Regions from separate parts of the Zea mays genome. Here region 2 is linked to region 1. A link is a contact called in public Hi-C data. All regions are on one chromosome and are shown on one strand. Each heading gives the region's core, a stretch centred on a gene start, on an enhancer-like site or on the middle of the called end of the contact. The rest is flanking DNA. Distances are from core to core; before and after follow the strand shown.

The links. A called contact is a pair of places that touch in the nucleus more often than the background predicts.
Region 2: a Hi-C map of ear shows a contact between it and region 1, with 3 times the contacts expected there. The contact joins the enhancer-like site here to the promoter of LOC100274887 in region 1. A contact is called at or near these places in 7 of 25 Hi-C or Micro-C datasets (ear, leaf, root tip and 1 more).

The regions. Positions count from the first base shown.
Region 1 is chr8:173,830,182-173,835,232 of Zm-B73-REFERENCE-NAM-5.0, reverse strand. It overlaps LOC100274887, which reads left to right and starts at 2,617. Exons shown (of 1, transcript NM_001149146.1): 1 at 2,617-3,643. The coding sequence starts at 2,997. The coding sequence ends at 3,479.
Region 2 is chr8:173,880,419-173,885,469 of Zm-B73-REFERENCE-NAM-5.0, reverse strand. No RefSeq gene overlaps it. Among protein-coding and RNA genes, the nearest start is that of LOC103636474, 28 kb to the left of the region's middle. Within about 2 kb of position 2,704, at least 18 of the 20 cell types and tissues checked have an H3K27ac peak or open chromatin away from gene starts, as enhancers often do. A contact at or near this core is called in ear, leaf, root tip and 1 more, where this site is marked.

The DNA.
Region 1 (5,051 bases), core at 1,368-3,867:
AGTGTGAGGGGGTATATAAAGGATCCCCCAAAAGCTGGCAGCCGTTGGGAGAAAAAGAGTAAAAACCGGTTGAACCGGTTTTCAGACCGGTTGAACCGGTTTCTACCAGGGGGATCTCGGTCCACTGAGCTACTCAGCCGGAGACTCAACCGGTTTCAAAACCGGCTGAGTAAGGAAAAAATTCGGCTCAACCGGTTTTAGAAAAATATTTGCTGCGACTTTTCTGACAGCTCTGACTGTCAGACAGGTCAGAGCAGAGGTGGCAGGTGAACAGTACCGAAACCGGTTGAACCGGTTTCAGGACCGGTTGAACCGGTTTTGGGGGCTGAAACCAAATTTTGAGTATTTTGAAGAGAACAAAAGGCGGAGTCTTTGTGGGAAGTAAAATTTGTTTTTCTCAAGGGCATTCATGATCTGGAAAAATGATCTCCAAGATGTTTTCAAAAGATTTTGAACTTGGCTCGTTGCACAACTTACTTAACGGTCGCGGATCCCTCTTAATTGCACGGTGATTCCTATGACTCAAGAATTATAAATTTAGCACTGCCGTTGTTTCTTAGCACTTGGAGCACGCCATTTGATGTGGAATTTTAAATCCGCTGTGCTTTATACTTTTATGCTCGTAAGATTTATGCTTCTCCTGTCTGTAGAATTTCTGTGTACATGCTAGGAGCAAACTTGTTAGAATCTCAGTTTGTTTTGTCATTAATCACCAAAACCCTCAATTAGGGTTGATTGCACTTACAGGTTCCCTTATGACTCACGGGGCCCATTGTTGCCCTGCCACGTCCGACCTCGAGCTCGGTGCCGCGCGGTTCGACCGAGCTAGGTCGGGTCCTTACAGGGTTGGCACACCTGCCTCTTTTGACTGACTAGCAGGTCGAGCGATCAGGGGCTCTTTCTCAGCGCGCTCACGTACTAACCGGCGGGTCCCAGGGATCAGGGATCATTTCCCCGATAAATCTCATATCACCTTTTTCAAGTAAGCGCAATAGGGTACACTACGGTCGTACTGTTAGGTCGCATTAGTTTTCTCACAACCGTACGTCATAGTTATAGTTGTGCGTCATAGAAACCATAGAAGCCATCTCTCGTAAAACCCTACCCTTTTGGCATAATTAGTTATTGATACATGCAGTAGTTTTCTATAGTTGTACGTCATAGAACCCACACCTTTTCGAACCAAACATATTTTAGGTTAAGATAAGTGTTAGCTCGCAGTAGTTTTCATACAACTTACAGGTAGAGTTAGATTTTCAGAAATCTATAGCCGAACCAAACAGACCCTTAAATTTTAATAATCTTATTTCAAAAGACGTTGGATTTAAATATGTTAGTTTTTGCCCGTTTGTTGTTCCAGTTTTTTTTTCAGAATTAATCTGAAAAAGTAGAAGTTGTTGATACCTAGCTTTAGCTAGTTTTTGTAACTCAGTCAACTATAAATAAATCCAGATTATTAACAACGGAAGGATCCAAATATCTCCGCCGTTTTATCTAGATTTTAGAAACTAGATGTAAGATCTAACAGTTTATTTATCCTTGTACCCTCTTTAAATTTCACTCTACAACTAGTGCGGTCGTGTTTTGAATTTTCATACGGCTGACACGGTCTAACAATCCGGAAGCGAGCGATCAGTATACGCAGCCAGAAAACCCATAGGAAAAATAGCGTAGCGTAGCGCGCGCGCGCGCAAAAGACGACGGCACACCCTGCCTGGCCGCCGTACTGCTGCAGGTCTGCAGCACTGCGACTGACCACGACCTGCACAGGCAACGCAGTCGTCTGTCGTCCCGTCCCAGCGCTCGATCGGGTACCCACCCACCCACATTCCCGAGAAAACGTCCCCCGAAATGGACAATGATTGGTGGCGGCGCGCCGCACCGTCCATGCCGGACACGTCGCGTCCCATGTCGTCATGCCTCGGGCAACGGGCACGCCGGGGCAGGCCCCACTCTGTCCCCTATCCTTCCGCGAGCACCGCCGCCCCGTCCCGCCAATTCCATGGGTCTGTTTGGTTCAATTTTTTTTACCAGCTTTTCTGAGAATCTGACTGTGTAGAGAATTTAAGTATTATTAGGATTACGTGCGAAGAAAGATAAACTTGTCCATAGGACTCAGGATCTAGAAAGTGACGGATTACTACTATTACAATAACTCAACCAATTATGTGTTTATGTTGATTTTGAATGATTTTTATCTAAACGAATTTTATAAAAGCTGGCTAAAAAGTTAAGTGTTTGGTTCAGCTTCTAGCTTCTGATGGCCAGAAGCCCCCAAGAAGCTGAACCAAACCGGGGCCATGTCTCCCCGTCGCGTCGCGTCGCCTTGTCTGGGAGCTCCAGCACTCAGCAGTTCATCGCGGCCCTTGCTAGCTGCCAGCCTCAAAAGAACTGCGAGCTCGGCCACCTCTCGCTCTGCTTTTATTACTTTTCCATCTCCAGCCTCGGCTAGATCCTGCTTGCTCGCTTCCACTGTAAATATAAATATTCTCCGGTCACCATCACCGGCGCAAGGCAACAAGAATATACCGTCTCGTCTCCTGTTGCTCTGGGCTCCGGTTCCCCTCCCTGCTTGCTTTAAAGCTGCAAAGCCCTTGGCGGCTCCGGCTCCTGGTCATATAGAAGAGCGGAGGCCGATCCGTGACCGTGAGCACTCTGCTCTCTGCTGCTCGCTTCTCTCATCCGATCCATGCCACCATAGCGGTCAAATAGACTAGGTCGACCAGCCTTTTTCTTTCAGAGCCTTGTGTCTCCCTTTGCCTCTTTTTCTTTTCTGCTGTGTTCCCAGCTCGCAGCCCTTCCATGCTCTTGTCACATACACTCGCACGCAGGCCGGCCTTTGAGCTGAGACCGCCGAGAGGCATAGCACAGGCACCACCACACACCACCGCACCAGCCCTTGCCGCGTATAAAACGTCTCGTGCGTAGGCGGCGGCGACTAGCTAGGCTGTCCCCGTCACGCATACGCTACGCGCACACTATATTGGGGGGGTTGCATGATCAGGCATCATCCGACCGACGGCATGAGGAGGAAAGGGAGCGACTGTACACGGATCAGCCCAGCCGAGATCACGCCCATGATCTCCCTGCCGTCCACCAGGCGGTCCGCGGGCCGGACGGCGTCGGCGCCGGACCGGGACCGGGAGGAGGAGCGACCTCGGCAACGGCGAGTGCGAGGCGCGTGCGGCTCTCGCCTGCTGCGGACCGCGCGGTGGACGGCCGCGCGCTTCTACAGGCGAGCGCGGGTAAGCATCGCCAGGGCGTTTCGGCCCCCGTCGACGACGGCGGCCAAGAGAGCACAAGCAGGCGCCGGCGCCGCTTCGCCCGACTGCGGCACGCCGGCGAGGCGGCGTAGTAGCAGGCGGCAGCAGCAGTCGTCCGCGCCGACGACGGTCGTCGTCGTCGATGACTCGCACAAGAGCGAAGCGGTGGAGGAGTGCATCAGGTTCATGAACTCGTCGTCGAGGAAGTACCGGTAGAGTCTCTGGAGGTTCCGTGTGCGCGCGGATGCTAGCGGCCTCGTTCTTGTATTTGTTCCTTCCTCTTTTCTATCTCTCTCTCTCTCTTTTTGCCTTTCATCTGTATGCGCATCTGTTCTGATGTACTTGAGAAACATACTGGTTACTTTCATCTTTTGCGTGCCCGGCCTGAAATCTCGTATTGCTAGTTCTATTTTACATTTGAGCGAAACAGCATTTTTCATCTTATTAAGCAGTTATTTGCATTGTGTAACTAGCAGATACTTATTTCAGCCACCATATTACGGTTACAGATATTTTATATAGTATGATCTCACTCTCTTATCCAAATTGATCCAGGATATCTCGCTACCTATAGTTAACTACTAGCTCACACGATCCTTTTATATGGGAGTTAATTTTTCCTCCCTCATGCGTGCCCACAGCCCACGTCAAGAGTTGTGGGGAGTCGTGTGACGTGACCAACGAGCTCTTCCTCAAACCTCCTCTGACCAACGGAGAACGGTCAAAATTCATTTATTACTATTATCCTGTCCTCTTTAATTTTAGTCGCAAATACTCGCAACATGCATGTTATCACCATGATTAGACCACTGTTGTTTCTTTCTTTCGAGGGGAAGAAAAGAAGCATATCTATCATCCCACAACCATGTACAGTGTCGAATCATCACTTTGTTCCTCCCGCAACTCTGGTTTTGCAGTTGGTTATGATGGCTGTCGGAGGTAAACTCCAGCTGGTCGCCCGAGGAGGTCAACTTTAGCCGGTTGGCGAAGAGCACCCGTCTAATTTTAAGAACAAAGGGATACGCGAGAATCTAGAGTGGTTCAGGTTGTCGGAGCGTAATATCATACATCCGCTTTTGAGTTGTATCGCTGGGAGCTCCCATGCTTGTGAGTTTTGAGTGTGAAATTGAGAGAGCTTGTCCCCTTGTATCGTATGTGCCCTCCCTTTTATAGTCATGGGGACACGTACAAGGATGCTGAGCTCCAACAAGTTTGCCCGACAATATAGTATTAAATAACATACAACATCGAGCTTTAAATGATGCGTCAGACAAAGATCTTCTCACTCGGTCGTCGTGCGGATCTTTCGACCAGATGTGCCTCCGTCCTGTCTACCGGCTCGAGTCGGCACCGAAGGAGAGTCTGTTACGTTGACGTGTGTAGGGGTCAGCCATACTGACATGCACATGAGTTAATGGTGACAGAGGTGAACTGCCGCCTCTAGTCGGCGCTGCAGTGGGTGCACTACTCGAGCCAACGGTTACTCATGATGACGCCACCCACGCGCGTGGCATAACTGCTCGCCTCGGTAACCCGTGGTACATTGTGCGACCTATGTGCACTATGCTGACACGCAACCGCTCGCCTAGTTAACGCGTGGTGCGGTCATTCGAACCTGCGCCTCAACCGTCTACGTTGAATGTGGGTGGACGAGCTTGCTTTTAGCCAAAGGCTTGTGCCACATGCCCATGGGCCACGCGGCAGCACCGAACCTCTATCCATGCGGAGAGCGATGACCCAGAGCACACGATATGGCCTGAAGTCTTGGGTCCCCTTGTTAGGGGTCCA
Region 2 (5,051 bases), core at 1,455-3,954, 50 kb before region 1:
CGGCGCAGTGGCGGGTGCCCGCGGCGGCGAAGCCGCCAGTGAGGTTTCCGGCCACGACAGGGGAGGCAAAGTGGTGTCTAGTGATCGCGAGCGTGTGGCGGAGCTTCGGCCATAGTTTAATTGAACAGAGAGACGCTAGGGAGGGGGAAGGGCGCTCACCGGAGCAAGGCAGGGGCACGGCGGCGCTTGCTGGAACAGCTCGGGGAGGAGGGCAGCGAGGATGGCTGGTGTTGTGTGGCGAAGACGGGGCTCGAGCGGGCCCTTTTATAGGCGCTCGGGGGAGGGAGGGGGATGGGGGAGACGGCGAGCACCGGCGAGCTCGCCATGGGTACGGGAATGGCGCTAACGCCGATTGGGACGGCTCGGGCAGGCTGAGGGGGTGAGTGGTCGGCTCAAGCACAGTGGCGGGGTTGTCGCGGGGGCTGGCGGGCATTAATGGCGAGGCGACAAGGCGAGGGGCGCTCGGCGGCGATCGCGCCGGTGAGGGATGGGCGAGGGAGAAGGAGCTGACAGGTGGGGTCGGGCTGCCAGTGAGAGAGGTCCGCGCAAGAGAGAGAGCGGGGAGGCGCTGACGGGCGGGGCCCGGAAGTCAGGGGGCGGGAGTGGCGCGCGGTTTGGGCCGCCTGGGCCGGGAGAGAGGGGGGAGAAGCGGCGCGCGCGAGCTGGGCTGGGATTCGGCCCAGCCGAGGGAGGGGAGAGGGGTTTTCCCTTTTCCTTTTCTTAATCTATTTCTTTTTTGTTTTTCTTTTCTACTTTTGTGTCTTTTTGCTCCTTTTTCTCTTAACAAAAATTCTCTAAATGAACTTGGTGATAAATATGGTCTATGTGAGGTGCTTCAAATCATTTTAAGTGCATGCATATGATTTGGGTGACCTAGGGGTAGGGTTAAGGGATTAGAATAAAATGGGGGAGGGGAATTAGGGGGGGGGGGTTAGGGTTTCAAACCTGGGTTGAAATTTTGGGATGTTACACGGATCAATTCTCTATTGCGACTCAGTGTAAGGCGTAGTTAATGCGGTTGGCCATTTTTAGCGGGTGAGTCTCGGTCCAGGCGAGAATTCTACTCGAGTGGTTTTCCTTTTGGTTCGCTTGGTCCTCCTCTATAACTCTGTCACTCCCGACTTCGGGCTCGGTGCCTCGAGGTTTATTCGGGTGTGGGTACTTTAAGGTAGTCGGTTCCCCTATTCCCTTGCTGACAGACAGGTGGTCCTAGGTAGTCGGAGGTCCTCCTCCATGTGTTCTCTCTAACTAGTGGGCCCCAGAGGCCCGAGGATCTTTTCCCTCACAACTAGTGTTTCATCGCTTGAATCCACACCCATTATATATGTAAATTATTGTTTTATACACTCTATATTGATCACATGACTAGTTTATTGCATGTTATTTGAGGAAATGTTTTGTTTTGAAACCTATACATAATAAAGCAATCTATATAAAGTAAAACTCCTACTATCTAAAGACGACTAAATAGAATCTATACATGTGGTACAACATGACTTATGTGATGGTTTTTCATATTCCCATCTTTCTATGTACTCATAAAATGTCAAATCCTCTTTGCATATACTAAGGTTTGATATAATGCAAACAACAATTTAAATGAATAATAAGCATAACTACGAGCAATAAAATAACCGAAACAAAATTGAAGTATGATCTCAATATCCCCAAATACATCATCAATAAAAAGATAATATTTTAAAAATACTTTTACATCATTCTAATTAAAAATAAATCATGACGTACCCTCTCCATAATCACTGTCATACTCTTTAAAGCCATCTAAATAATTGCTATCATCACCAGAGATCATTTCCTCCTCCTATTCCTTCTACTCATTCTACTCATATGAACCCACATCAAAGTCATTGTTAGCAATGCCTATTGAACATCACATTGATTCACCGACTACCATTGGAGAAGGATTAAGTGGTTCCTAAATCAATTGACTGTCCAAATGTCCAATACCATATTTACTAGTGTTGCATCCACATGGACCCCATATTAAAGCAGGGAGCAAATGCGCAAAACCGGACGTCCACTTCATCTTACCTGTTCTCAGCCGTTCGATTTGGTAGCAACGACAAGAAAACAACGCCATCGCTCTTCTCCGGATGTCTCTGGAATTCAGCAGACTACCTTCCACAGTTCCACGTGTGACGCACGGCCGATATGAGGAGTGCCACGTCATTTGTTAGTGTGCGGCTAGCCTGTCATGTTGGCCAACCACACTAAAGTGCTGTTTGGTTCAAAAAATATAACACAAATGATAATAGTAATAATTTACGTTCGATTACTGGCGGTAACAAATTTAAATAGACTGATATCAAATTTTAGTGTGGTATCTGATTACGATTGGACTAAAACAAACATGATTTAACGTTATCTGTTACCCATTACGTCACAAATATGTGAACCATACGGCACCTAAATGCGTCAGTACAATTGTTCGATTTGGTTATGGTAGGGAGACCAGTGCCGTCATATAGATTAGTTCTAAGAAATAATACACTTATATTATTTTTAAAAGTAGTTTAAAAAGGATTAAAGATTAAAAAAATCATTGCTAATAACAAAGCTTCATTGCACAGCAGTCTGGCACGCAAATTAATGTCAACGTTGACGATATTGCAGCCTAGGACGGTCACTCTTCTAGCCCATCAACCATCGGGTAGCGAGTCTGTTCTCTTGCTGATGCTGGCCCAGCCCATGAACGAAAGAAAACGTCAATACGTACGTGCCTTAGGTACCCACTAGCTCGTGGATGTTAATGGCCAGTTGGCCACGACCGACAGGCCTCCTAACGGCCAACCCATGGAATCTAGGAGGTTTGGATCCATAGCAATCCAGGAAATTTTTTTTGCCACACTGTCCCTTTCCCTTTTTTAATTACGCATGATCATGAAATCCGATTTTATCTCTTTATTACTTGACGAAATGACGATCCTGCTGAGGACTACCGTGATTTCACATTCCCTATCATTTTTTTCTTTTCTTTTCTAACGTTACGATTTACGAACCCAGATATATTCAGATGGCGCTTAACGGGACGTCGCCACAGTGAGGAGCACGTGGTTGACGGCTTGACGCACAACCACACGGTGGCGCAATAAAACACCAAAGTTGTCCGTTTGGTTTGGTTTTAATCCGAAAAGACTTATTTATTTTTATAGATTTTGTCTATGTGGATTGTAGCTGCAGCAGATTAAATAACTGGTTTTAATTCACAGCGAACACAAAATCAGTCCATCGCTGAAAATTATAGATGTCCAAACAGGCCACCCGGCACGGACCCGGCTCGAACCCGTTTCGACCCGGCACGGCCCGTTGATGCTTCGGGTCGGGTCGGGCTGGCCTACGTGCCTAGGGACATGCCTAAACCCGGCACGCACAGGGAAAAATCGTGCGGGGCCAACCCATTGGCCCGGTGGGCCTCAACGTACCGGGCCGGCCACTGGCCCGAACCAACAGTAGAGCGGTATATAAATATATACATTTAACAGAATTAATCATATATAATAAATATTATTTACATATATTAAGGCAACAAAAATATTTATGTATGCATTTTATATTCATGTATGCATTTTATATATGTTTGGGCGCGTATTTAGTATTTACATATTATGAGAGAATTAAATGTATTTATATATTTAGTATTTACATAAATATGCGGACCGCCGTCGGGCCGACCCATTTATCGGGCCGGGCCAGGCCAAAGCACGCGGACCGCCGTATCTGCCCATACCTGGCCCGCTAAACGGGCCGTGCCGGTCCGGGCCCGTAACCGACCGTGTCGGGCCGTGTTTGGACGGGGCTAAATTCGTGTCGTGCCACGGGCCAAACGGGCGGCCCGCACTGTTGGGACATCTATACTGAAAATATACATCGCCCCATTCATAGTCTAATCGGTTTTCAGATTGATCAACGTATAATATATAGTTGTATCTAATATCTTCAACGATGAACATGAATTACACGATACATACAAAATATTAGTAACATTTAATTATGTTAGCACATCGATAAGAAGCTAGTTCACTTACTGTTGGCTGAGCTAACTTTTACATCAACCAACGTCTAGAATAAATTGTAGGACCTTCCTACAATACTTTCATTTCAAAAAAAAGTCTAAAATAAATTCACACTCGAACATAGATGATGTTCAGCTTATTTCCAGCTTCTAGTTATTAGAAACTGTTGTGGACGGCTGAACGTCTAATATTTTACCACATTTTTCAAAAAACATTCAAATAGATTCGAAACCCTATAGACCACTTCATCTTCCTCCACACGTAATTCCCACAATACTCAGATTCATCCCACAGTTAGATCCTTAGAAAAGCAACAATACTCAGATTCATCCCACAGTTAGATCCTTAGAAAAGCTCGTCAGAAAAAGCTGAAACAAGTAGGCTCATAGTGTCTTCAATGATGTACGCGATGCACAAGATATGTTACCAAAGAAGTATCGTTAGGAGCACATACACAACTCACGTCAACGAGGTCTCTCTTGAGACATGTAGCAGCAATGGACTATCCTAGCTATGGGGGATATGATCCCCGGTCCCTAGAGCCCATCGACCAGCGAGCACACCGGGGAAATGGCTTCTACCAACTGGGCCCGATGGTCGATCGGAGGTGACAGGTAATGTCCAGCCTAGAAGAACACGTCCTTGGATGAACCCCGCGACACCGAACTCGAAGTCAGTCGTGGCGAAACGGACAAGGGTCAGGCGTGTTGGAGGGAAACCACTTGAGTGGACCCCGCGCCTGGCCCAAAACCAACCTTTCATAAATGACCGACAGCATTAATCGTGCTTGGTACCGAGCCACAGTAGAGACATCGTTCTGCATCCCACTCATGATCTACAAACCTTTGGGGGTAAAGAGCACTCATGACGTACGAGCCCCTCGGACTGCAGCGCATTTATGGCCCGCAAGTACCCCACCCACTACACACTCATGACCTATCCGGACTAGGCCTGAGTGCGCAGGTCTAGCAGGGCGCAACACGACGAGCCTCACCAAGCCCAGGGCTACGAAGGCCA